Regions from separate parts of the Sus scrofa genome. Here region 2 is linked to region 1. Evidence: chromatin contacts called from public HiChIP or PLAC-seq data. All regions are on one chromosome and are shown on one strand. Each heading gives the region's core, a stretch centred on a gene start, on an enhancer-like site or on the middle of the called end of the contact. The rest is flanking DNA. Distances are from core to core; before and after follow the strand shown.

Evidence for each region. HiChIP or PLAC-seq counts read pairs in DNA pulled down with a chosen protein or histone mark.
Region 2: an H3K27ac HiChIP or PLAC-seq map of skeletal muscle shows a contact between it and region 1. The contact joins two enhancer-like sites. A contact is called at or near these places in 1 of 47 Hi-C or Micro-C datasets (psoas muscle) and 1 of 2 datasets of contacts at active chromatin or transcription factors (skeletal muscle).

What each region holds. Positions count from the first base shown.
Region 1 is chr5:77,202,681-77,207,309 of Sscrofa11.1, reverse strand. All of the region lies in intron 1 of LOC106510390 (a long non-coding RNA gene), which reads right to left. The region is part of intron 1 of LOC102160630 (a long non-coding RNA gene); the gene reads left to right. Among named protein-coding and RNA genes, the nearest start is that of SLC38A2, 79 kb to the right of the region's middle. Within about 2 kb of position 2,994, at least 31 of the 83 cell types and tissues checked have an H3K27ac peak or open chromatin away from gene starts, as enhancers often do. A contact at or near this core is called in skeletal muscle, where this site is marked.
Region 2 is chr5:77,520,107-77,524,821 of Sscrofa11.1, reverse strand. All of the region lies in intron 1 of LOC110260771 (a long non-coding RNA gene), which reads left to right. Among named protein-coding and RNA genes, the nearest start is that of SLC38A4, 33 kb to the right of the region's middle. Within about 2 kb of position 2,746, at least 4 of the 83 cell types and tissues checked have an H3K27ac peak or open chromatin away from gene starts, as enhancers often do. A contact at or near this core is called in skeletal muscle, where this site is marked.

The DNA.
Region 1 (4,629 bases), core at 1,745-4,244:
ATTGGCCCCCTCGCCTGGGAACTTCCAGATGTGTAGTTAGACAGTAGGAATACAAAAATAACTAAGGTATGCAAGAGAGAATCATCTGGAATCTTTATTCAAGATTTCTATTGGAGTTCCTGTTGTGGCTCAGTAGGTTAAGAACCTGACATAGCATCTGTGAGGATGCAGGTTGGATCCCTGACTTCGCTCAGTGGGTTAAGGATCAGGTGTTGCCACAAGCTGCAGCATAGGTCACAGATGCAGCTTGGATCTAGGGTTGCCAGTGGCTGTAGCATAGGCCTGCAGCTGCAGCTCTGATTTGACCCCCAGTCCAGGAACTTCCATAAGGTGCAGGTGCAGCCATAAAAAAAAAAAAAAAAAAAAAAAAGTTTCTATTATTTGAAATACTTACTTAGAAAATTCATCATTCTCTGAGAATATCATAAAACCAACATGTGTTTTAAAATGATAAATTTAGGAGAAGCACACGAAAGAAAGAGGGTTTTTTATTTTTCACTTTCCTTCCTCAATTTTGTAGTAATTGAATCAACTGGCTTAACTAAAAATTATAATTTAGTGTAAAATGAATCATTTAAGATACAAAAATCTTGGCAATAAGGACAAGTCACAACTCAGTTACACCCACACACTCTTTCTAATCAACTGCTATATTGATACCAGCTTCCATCATGAATATGAAACTGCAATATGCAAAAGACTTTTTTCCCTCCACTGAGGGTCCCCCAGCTTGGAATCCTACTTCTTCTGGATCTAAATCAACATCAGAATATTCCCCAGAAGAAGCCAGACACCAATGATATATACTATTTTATTCCATTGATACCTAAATTAAAAAAAAAAAAGAGAGAGAGAGAGAAGCTAATCTACATTATCAGAAGTGAGGATAGGATGCATGCTGGAATGCTTCCAGTATGCTGATAAGGTTTTGTTTCTGGATCAGGGTGGTGATTACACAGGTGCCTTCAGTTTGTAAATCCCACTCAGCACTCCATACTGGAAAATTCTGGTAGCAATTTTTTATATAGTTTTGAAGGCCATAGGGAACCTTAGAGAGTGCTAAGCACTGGACCAGCCACTGTGCAGATTTCTAACAATGCACGTGCCACCTTTCCTTTCCCACCCAAACGAGACAGCTGTGATGTGAAGGAAAAAGACTGAGCTGTGTGGGTCCAAGCTAACAGTCACCACTCTGAGCCTTGGTTTTCCGAGCTACATCCGAACTCTAAGGCTCTCTGCTCTACAGTTCCCTCTGGTCAGTCATGGTTGCCACTTTGCTCTTTCCATCTAAAGCAGCGTTTTAGATGCTCTGAACAACACTCTTAGCAAACCTAGAAATATTTTTTAACATTGTTTCAGCCCGGCTGATGGCCAGTTTAGAACAAATCTCCTGTCAAGGTCTGGTGCCTGACCTGCCGAATTCCTTAAAAGACACTGGACTGGCAGGCAGTAATATATCATATGCCCGGCGAGGATACAAAATGTCCCAGATGTTGCCATGACTCTCAAGGAGCAGTTGGAGTTCACTTTAGTACTTCTAAAAATATGATGGGATAGCCCTCCCTGGATGGTTTCCTTTAGACACTAGACCATCAATTAATGGGCGAGAAACAGCTATTATAAGAGAGCTTTGAGGAAAAATGTACACTATTAAATCAGTCCTTAATGTGTGGTTTTTCCGTACTGAATCTTCATTCAGTTTTTAGCCCAAATCCTACCCTAAACTGAACGCCAGGTTTGGGCTTAACACTGTGTATAATAGGACTGTTTTCTAAATCGGGCATCATGAGCCTGCCTCTTTGTTTACTCCTGTAATTGTAAATGCACGGAGGTGTTCCCAATAAAGCCATGTTCTCATGTATCTTTCCACCCTCCCCACTTCCACCCTCCCTCTTGCGGGCACCATGACCCTACAGAGTGCACGGGTAACATCTCTTGGAAACGGCTGTGTCCTGTATCACTTTCTAGTGTTCTATGTATCATTTGTTAAACATATTTTTAGAATCGATTCTGCCAGAGGCCAGGAGCTACAGCTATGTCCTAATGAGTTGCACATATAGCCCTGTCCCCATAGAGAACTGACCGCCAAAACGGATATGGCCAGGAGCCCTGGGCTACTCGACCAGAGGGAATTAAGAGGGTCCTATGGAGGCTCATCGGAGGCCAGCAAAGGCTTTCTGGAAAAGTTCCATCCAGCCTGAGACCTGAAGGTTGGAATTCTCCAACTGAAGGAGGAGTGTGGGGGTGGGGAGAAGGTGGGGGTGGGGAGAAGGTGGGGGTGGGGAGAAGGTGGGGGTGGGGAGAAGCTGAGGGTGGGGAGGTGGGGAAAAAAAATGGGAGAAAAAGACCATCTCAGGCAGAGGAGGCCACAGAAGCCCAGCCTGAGCCTCGGGGAACCAACACAGGCTTTCAGCAGGACCCAAATGCCCAGTCTGAGGGCAGGCAGTGATCATTTGCAGGTGACAGCCTTGCTATGGTACAAAGAATGTTGGTGAGAAGTGCTCTAAAGCTCACATACTGAGCTTGACCCTGTGTGCATGTTCCCAGATGCTGTCCCATCTCCCGAGAATGCAGCCCCAGAAACAGGAACCAGAATTCTACTCAATCCTCTGTATCTCTTATCAGCCTGTGCAGTTTGCACAACTATTTGGGGTCCCTTCAGAGGGAGGGGAGGGCTCCACTGCCTGTTGTCTGCAAGCTTGCATCTGAGAAGCCCTCCTCATGAAGGCCAGTGGGGACTGTGAACAGTCAGAGCAAACCCAGAGCCAGGGAATATCCTGAGCCTTTCACATATATTTGGAGATTTTCTCTTTTCATTCTTACAACCTCTCTGAGCCTGCCTATTGGTTTTTTCCTGTGCTTTTTGTCCACACGATGGGATACACTATTATCCCTCTTCTACAGATGAGGAAGTTGAAGCTCAGAAGGCTGAGTAATTTTGTCCGAAGTCACACAGCTCATGACTAAAGAGAAGCACTGGAACCCAGACAGTCCAGCTCCAGCTGGAGCTCTCAGGCGCCCCCCTCCACGGCTCTCGACTCCAGCCCCGCGATGAGCGCAGCAAGCCTTGCTTCCCTCCAGGAGCTGGGGGACGTGGATATAAACCACTACCCAGAGCACAGGGGCTTTACTAGAAATATGAGTCACCTGACTGCAACTGAAAAAACAAACTTTAAGGAGACATAGTCCACCATATGTACACAAAACAGAACACATTCTGCCTAAGAGAAATGGCTACTTCATTTCAGCTATCTCATTGCCTTCTCATAAGCACTGTGCAAGGGAGACAGCATCTCGCCATCTGACGTAAGAGGAAACAGGCTAAGCGAAGTTGTGTAGCCAGGTCCAGGTGGTGAAGCCAAGGTTCTTTCCCTATTCGTTGCAACCCCCTTAAAGCACAGCACTGTGTCTTTGGTCCTAAAAGGTGGCATCCATTTCAGGGAGCTTCTCTTTGACACAGAGAATAAGGGGAAGTGTTTTTGTTCAGGCAGTTACCAGATCCACTTCCTAAACTCTGCAACAGGAAGCTGGTGCAAACACACCAAAACATCGTGCTCACGGCAGCCTGACTGCTTAGAGAGACCTCTAGCTCCAGACTATTCCATCTGAGGCTGAGCGGGACTCCACGGAGGGCACTGTAAGGTAGAAGGATGTCCAGTTGGAGTTCTAGATCCCACTTGGCAGCGGGAGAAGGTGTTTGAAGAGTTTGGCAAAAGTGGAAAGGGAAAAAGAGGAAAAAGTGAGGGGAAGGGGGAGGGGGTCATGGATCAGACACCACAGCACAATCAAAGCTTTGATCCTTCCATCAGGATCTTCCTTCAACAGTAAAGGTTGCCTAGCCTAGGCTGGTCAATCCAAACTTAAGCGTCTTCCTGGAAAACAAAAACACAGCTACAGGACTTCTCTTGTAGTACAGTGGGTTAAAGATCCAGCATTGTCCCTGCAGCGGCTCGGGTCACTGCTGTGGCTCCGATTCGGTCTCTGGCCAGGGAAGAACTTTCATGTGCCACAGCCATGGCCAAAAAAAAAAAAAAAAAAAGAAAGAAAGAAAGAAAAAAAGCTGTACAGCCAGGGTTTATAGCCAAGATTTCAGGAGAGGAAGGTCCATTTTAGCCCTGAAGTGTAAGATACATTGCTCCAAAGACTAGGGGAGGGGAGGGAATGAAAAGTATAACTTTGCTTTTAAACATGGACTTCAATTTTATAATAACAGCTTCCTTCTCCCTCCTCCAAAGCCCCATCCTGTGAAATAATGCCGTTTGTACTAAGTCTGCCTGCCATTATAGAACCTGAAGATCAGTTTAGATCCAGTTTTGTTCTTATATTAGGTGGGGCAAGAGCAAAAAGGGGGCAAGGTATTAGACTTCCCAATGAGTAGGAAAAAGACAAGAACCATGTAGAGGAAAGTAAAAGTAAACCAGCATTTGAGTATCAAAAAGAGCAATGATTCAATAAGAATCCAACAAAGGAAGAGCTGTGTGGCTGAGTCAAAATAGTAGTGACTTGTGTGAAAAACAAAGGAAAGTGACTCTTGTCCCTTCTGGCCAAGGACTGCATGGAGCCTGGGGGCAGCCGGCTTTCCCTTGGGGCTGCTTGGAGGATTAGGTAAATATAAACCTCTTCAAATAA
Region 2 (4,715 bases), core at 1,497-3,996, 320 kb before region 1:
CAGAATAGTTGAGACACAATCAAGAAAAGGATAGGTTTCCATTATTCTGAAAAAAAAAAAAAAAAAAAAAGTAAAAGCAAAATGTTTTTCCCTCCAAAGTGGAAAAAAGTTGTTTCATTTCAATCAAGCGCTGCTTGATAATTACAACTTCTTTTGTATTTCTTTTGATTTCTTTGGTTAAAATCTCAATAACTACTGGAACTTACTGCTTTTCTTGATTATCATTGATTAGGTATTTAAAAATGATGTGAACATCATTTTTAAATCTCAAATAATAGTAATTTTAAAAAGCCATGTATTTGTATTACTTATACTGTGATTATGAAGACATTTTCCTGGTAGAACCAAATACTGGAGTTTCAGAGGAGTAAATATGTTATTGTCATTTATATTTTTCTAAAGACAACATTTCACAAGCCCCAGCCTAAGGAGTTCACTTTTAATTTTGTTCCAGTCTCTTGTTTCTGTAACATATGCAACTTCTGGTGTTTCTTGGATCACACATCCTGACTGAATGTTTGTATGCCCCCAGATTTGCATGTTGAAACTTAATCCCCAAGATGATGGCCTTTGGAGCTGGGGCTCTGAGGAAGTGATTAGGTCATGAAGGTGGAGTCCTCGTGAATGGGCTTAGTGCCCTCATAAAAGAGACCTCCCCAGCCTTCTGCCACGTGAGGAGGCAGGGAGGAGAGGCCATGTAAGCATGAGAAGTGGGCTCGCTGGTCACCGAATCTGCTGGCAACTTGGTCTTGAACTGGGCTTCCAAAACTGTTAGAAATAAATGTCTGTTATTTATAAGCCATCCAGTTGATGGAATTCTGTTATAGCAGCTCAAACTAAGATACATTTTATATTTGGTTGATTTGTCTATTTAAATAACAAGGGAGCCTAGACTTTTGGAATTCTTGCATGCCCCCAAATGTCTTAATTTTCCATGACCATTGGATTAATTTTTGTCTGGGTACAGTATTCTAATCCAGACGTTAGAATTTACAAACCGTTATTCCACTGCTGTATGTGAAACATCCGCTATCAACCTGATTCATGGTACCCTGCAGATAGTTAATTTTCCTCCAGAGATTTTTAAGGTTTTCTTTTTAGCTTAGGGTTCTAATATTTCTTAAATATGTCTAGATGTGTTTTTTTTTTTTTTTTAATTTACTGTCGTTGCCACTGAATAGAGTCGTTCCCATCTTTCTTCACCTAGTGCATTTCTACTCTTGTTTCCCAATTATTTCCTCTCTTTTTCCACCCGGTTTGCTACTCTTGAAACTCTATGTAGGTGGCTATTGGACTTAATGAAACGTAGCTTCCACATCACTCAGCTTATCTCCTACTTTTAAAATAGGCAATGGAGAATAACTAGCTAAGAGCAAGGTCTTTGGAATCAGATCCCCTGCATTTGCATTTCAGCTCTGCCACCTCGTTAGCTATGTGACTCTAGGCATGTTATTGACCCTCTCTGTGTATATACCAAGAGTTTTCGGCTCAGAGAGCTGTTATGAAAATTAACTATGTTATCATAACTGATGTACTTAGAACAGTCTAGCACATATTATGTACCACTGTCACTTTCTCATTGATTCTTTGCTCATATATTCTAAAGAGTTCCTTGAATTTATCTTCCATATCATCAGCTTTTCCAGGTGTCTAGTTATTTTGACCACTTATTAATTTTTTCATTCAGGCAAATGTACTTTTAATTTCAATAAATTCTCTCCAATTTTCTGATTGCTCTATTTTCATAGCAGATGGTTCTTTTTTTTTTTTTGGCAGCAAAATCATCTAAATTCTAATATTAATTTTTTTTTAAAGTGTAAGTCCTTGTTGGTTCACCAAGTTATGTCCTTTTCCCTAGGGTTAGTATTTCTTCTGTTTATCTTGGCCTTTCTCTTCCATGGTGTCAATTTTCCTTAAAGGCCTAGTAACCCCTGGTTTCCTTTGTATGTTTATGAATATTGATCAGTACACATACTGGGCTTGGTTTCCTTTGTAATTGTGTTCAATCTGGCTTTATAGCAGTCAAGAGTCCAAACAGAAAAGCAAAAACCACACTAGGCTTTTTAAACATGAATACAGATCAAATTGAATACAGAGACTCTTTGCATGATTGCTGAAAATTCTGGAGAAGCAAAAGATAAGATCAAGTCATTTGAAGATGAATAGCTATAGGGAACTGCGACCATCTCTGGGCTAAAGAGGAAAAACTTTACCCAAAGGCCAGGTCAGATGTGCTGCTAGGGCTCTTGCTACTGAAGCCCAGTTGCCTGAACAGGAACCTAGTAATTTGATCTAAATGGTTGGGATTGGGGTCTACAGACATAAATGCCTTCGAGGGTTTGGCATGCCCTATAGACGATGAAGCAGGTGGGCCAGTGGTCATGAAACAGCAAGGGTGGTACTATGGTTAGCTGGAGAATGCACATCTGGCTAGAAAGCATTTGCATGAAATTTTTACAAAATATTGTGCTAACATGAGTTTGCTATTTTTCTTGGAGTTGATATGAGCCACTTGTATCTTACTTTAACATTTCGTTATAATCATTTATCATCTCACGATTTGGGTTACGCTGTTCTAAACATCCAGTTGTTTTTTGTCCAGTGATTTTGAGGGTAGAGGAAAACGATTCTGTTCCTTTAAATACTTTGTAGTCTTTTTGTAGCTCTGACAAACAGGAGCTGAAGCATCATTATGAGTTGGATGCTCTCCAGATATGACTATCACTTTTCAGACCATAAAAGGAGCGATAGGATCCTTGGCAAATGGACCAGAACTGACTGAACCTCCGAGGGACTGACTCTATGCTGACTGGCACAGCAAGAAAAGGAAACAACGGAAAACAAAGTGGACCCATCATATGATTGCTTGAATTTCTTCCACATACTATTACATTGATGAGGGGAAAACGCATACAAAGACCAAGCAATTATCTTCGATACTAGAGGAAAGGAACCTAGAGGGTTTTGTGTCAAATGCATGCCAGGCACTGTACACGTGCCATTTTTCTTTTTCTCAAATCAACCACGTAAGTCAGACATGTTAGCCCATGTTATAGATGGCAACTTGAGACTTAGAGAATCGAAGTCCCTCGCCTAATCAAACAGCTAATTAACTGGCAGTTTTGCTATTCAAACGTAAATCTGTTTGACTTTAACACCTAGATTTTTCCCTCCAGAGCGTATTATCTCTTTATGAAGTCAGAAGTGAGACATTTCAGAGACCTTGGCGGCGTTCTCAACAAAGGGGCATATTTTGGGAGTTGTCAATTTCCCCCTAACAATATGTTGAAACACTTTTAAGTTTTAGACACTTGACTGGTTTAGTTGCGGGCAGAGCAGTAAATGGGTAGAGTTATTCCAACTTCACCTCCACTTAGACAGTTGTTGAGGCCAGTCAGGTGTTGAAGATCCCCTGGCAGTCTTTGCCCCATTCCACAAATAGAGCAGTGATGACTCGGGCATAGTGCTGGTATTAAACCCGTTTGCTCACACATGCACCCTGAGCTGTGGTCCCCAGTGACTTACCGCGTTTCTGAACGTGGACAGGCAGCCAGCTACTTCTAAAAATCCCAGCTAGGAATAGAAAGGAACTGAGAAACCAGATACTGCTCACCACTTCCAGCAACCTCACAGCAGCATAATGGAAAAACCAGAGCAGGCCTTCAGTAGTCAACTGAAATATTAAGTTCTGGGGTGTCAGCATTAGCCAACATGAAACGTCATTGTTCAAGGGGCAATCAACCCTATGACCCGCAGGACACGAGAGGCCTCTGGAAGCGGGGCAGTCCGTGAACACTGTATGGTTGTATCCTTTCGCACTGAAGGGCAGCATGCTGATATGTTTATGAGCATTTAATGGCACTGCCTAATACCACTGATTGGCTTAGTGTTAATCTTGGGTTTTATTCCTTCTGGGCTTTTATGATCCCTTACCTGGTTAGCTGCACCAGAACTGGCTGTGAAGGAGGCCAGTGAATGCTGCCTTCTGCATCCACGCATAAGGGACCAGAAGTCCATGGGGCCTAAGAAGGCCACAGCTCGGTATTTCTCTTGCCACCTCTTGTCTTGAAATCGTTGCGCCTAGAAAGCCCTTCATGCTTGCTCATATGAACTAAAAAGATCCTAAACGGCTTCCTAAAATCCTCTCTAACCCCATGGGCCTGGCCTCAAACTTTGGCCTGCATTGGTATTACCTGAGAGGCTTATTAAAAACGATTGTAGGCTTCCAGGGTAAAGCCTCCAAACGTCATCTCTAGCAAGTTCCAGGTGATGCCGATGTGACGGCACACTTTGAGCCCTGCTGCTCTGGCTGGATTCCCCAAAGCCACCCTAGAACCCATGCCTTTGGCAAGTCATCTAGCCTGGCCAAAGCCCTGTGCCGGAGACCCAAAGCTTTGTCAAAAGACACACTGAGGAAAAGTCAAGCTCTATTTTTTTTCCCCTTAAATGGGGGAAAGCCACAGGGATCCTTTAATTCAGTGGTTCTCAAAGTGTGGTTCCCCAACCAAAAATAGCAGCAGCCTCTGGGAACTTGTTGGGAATGCAGATTCTCAGGCCCCGCCCAAACCCGCTGAATCTGACCTTCTGTCGGGGGAAGCCCAGCGATCTGTGTGTTACACACACACCCGGCTCCCACTCCCTCATCTCCCACCGCTGGTCGCAATGAGACGGAGTGATCTTTTTCTTTCTCATTGACATTTTATTGTGATAATTGT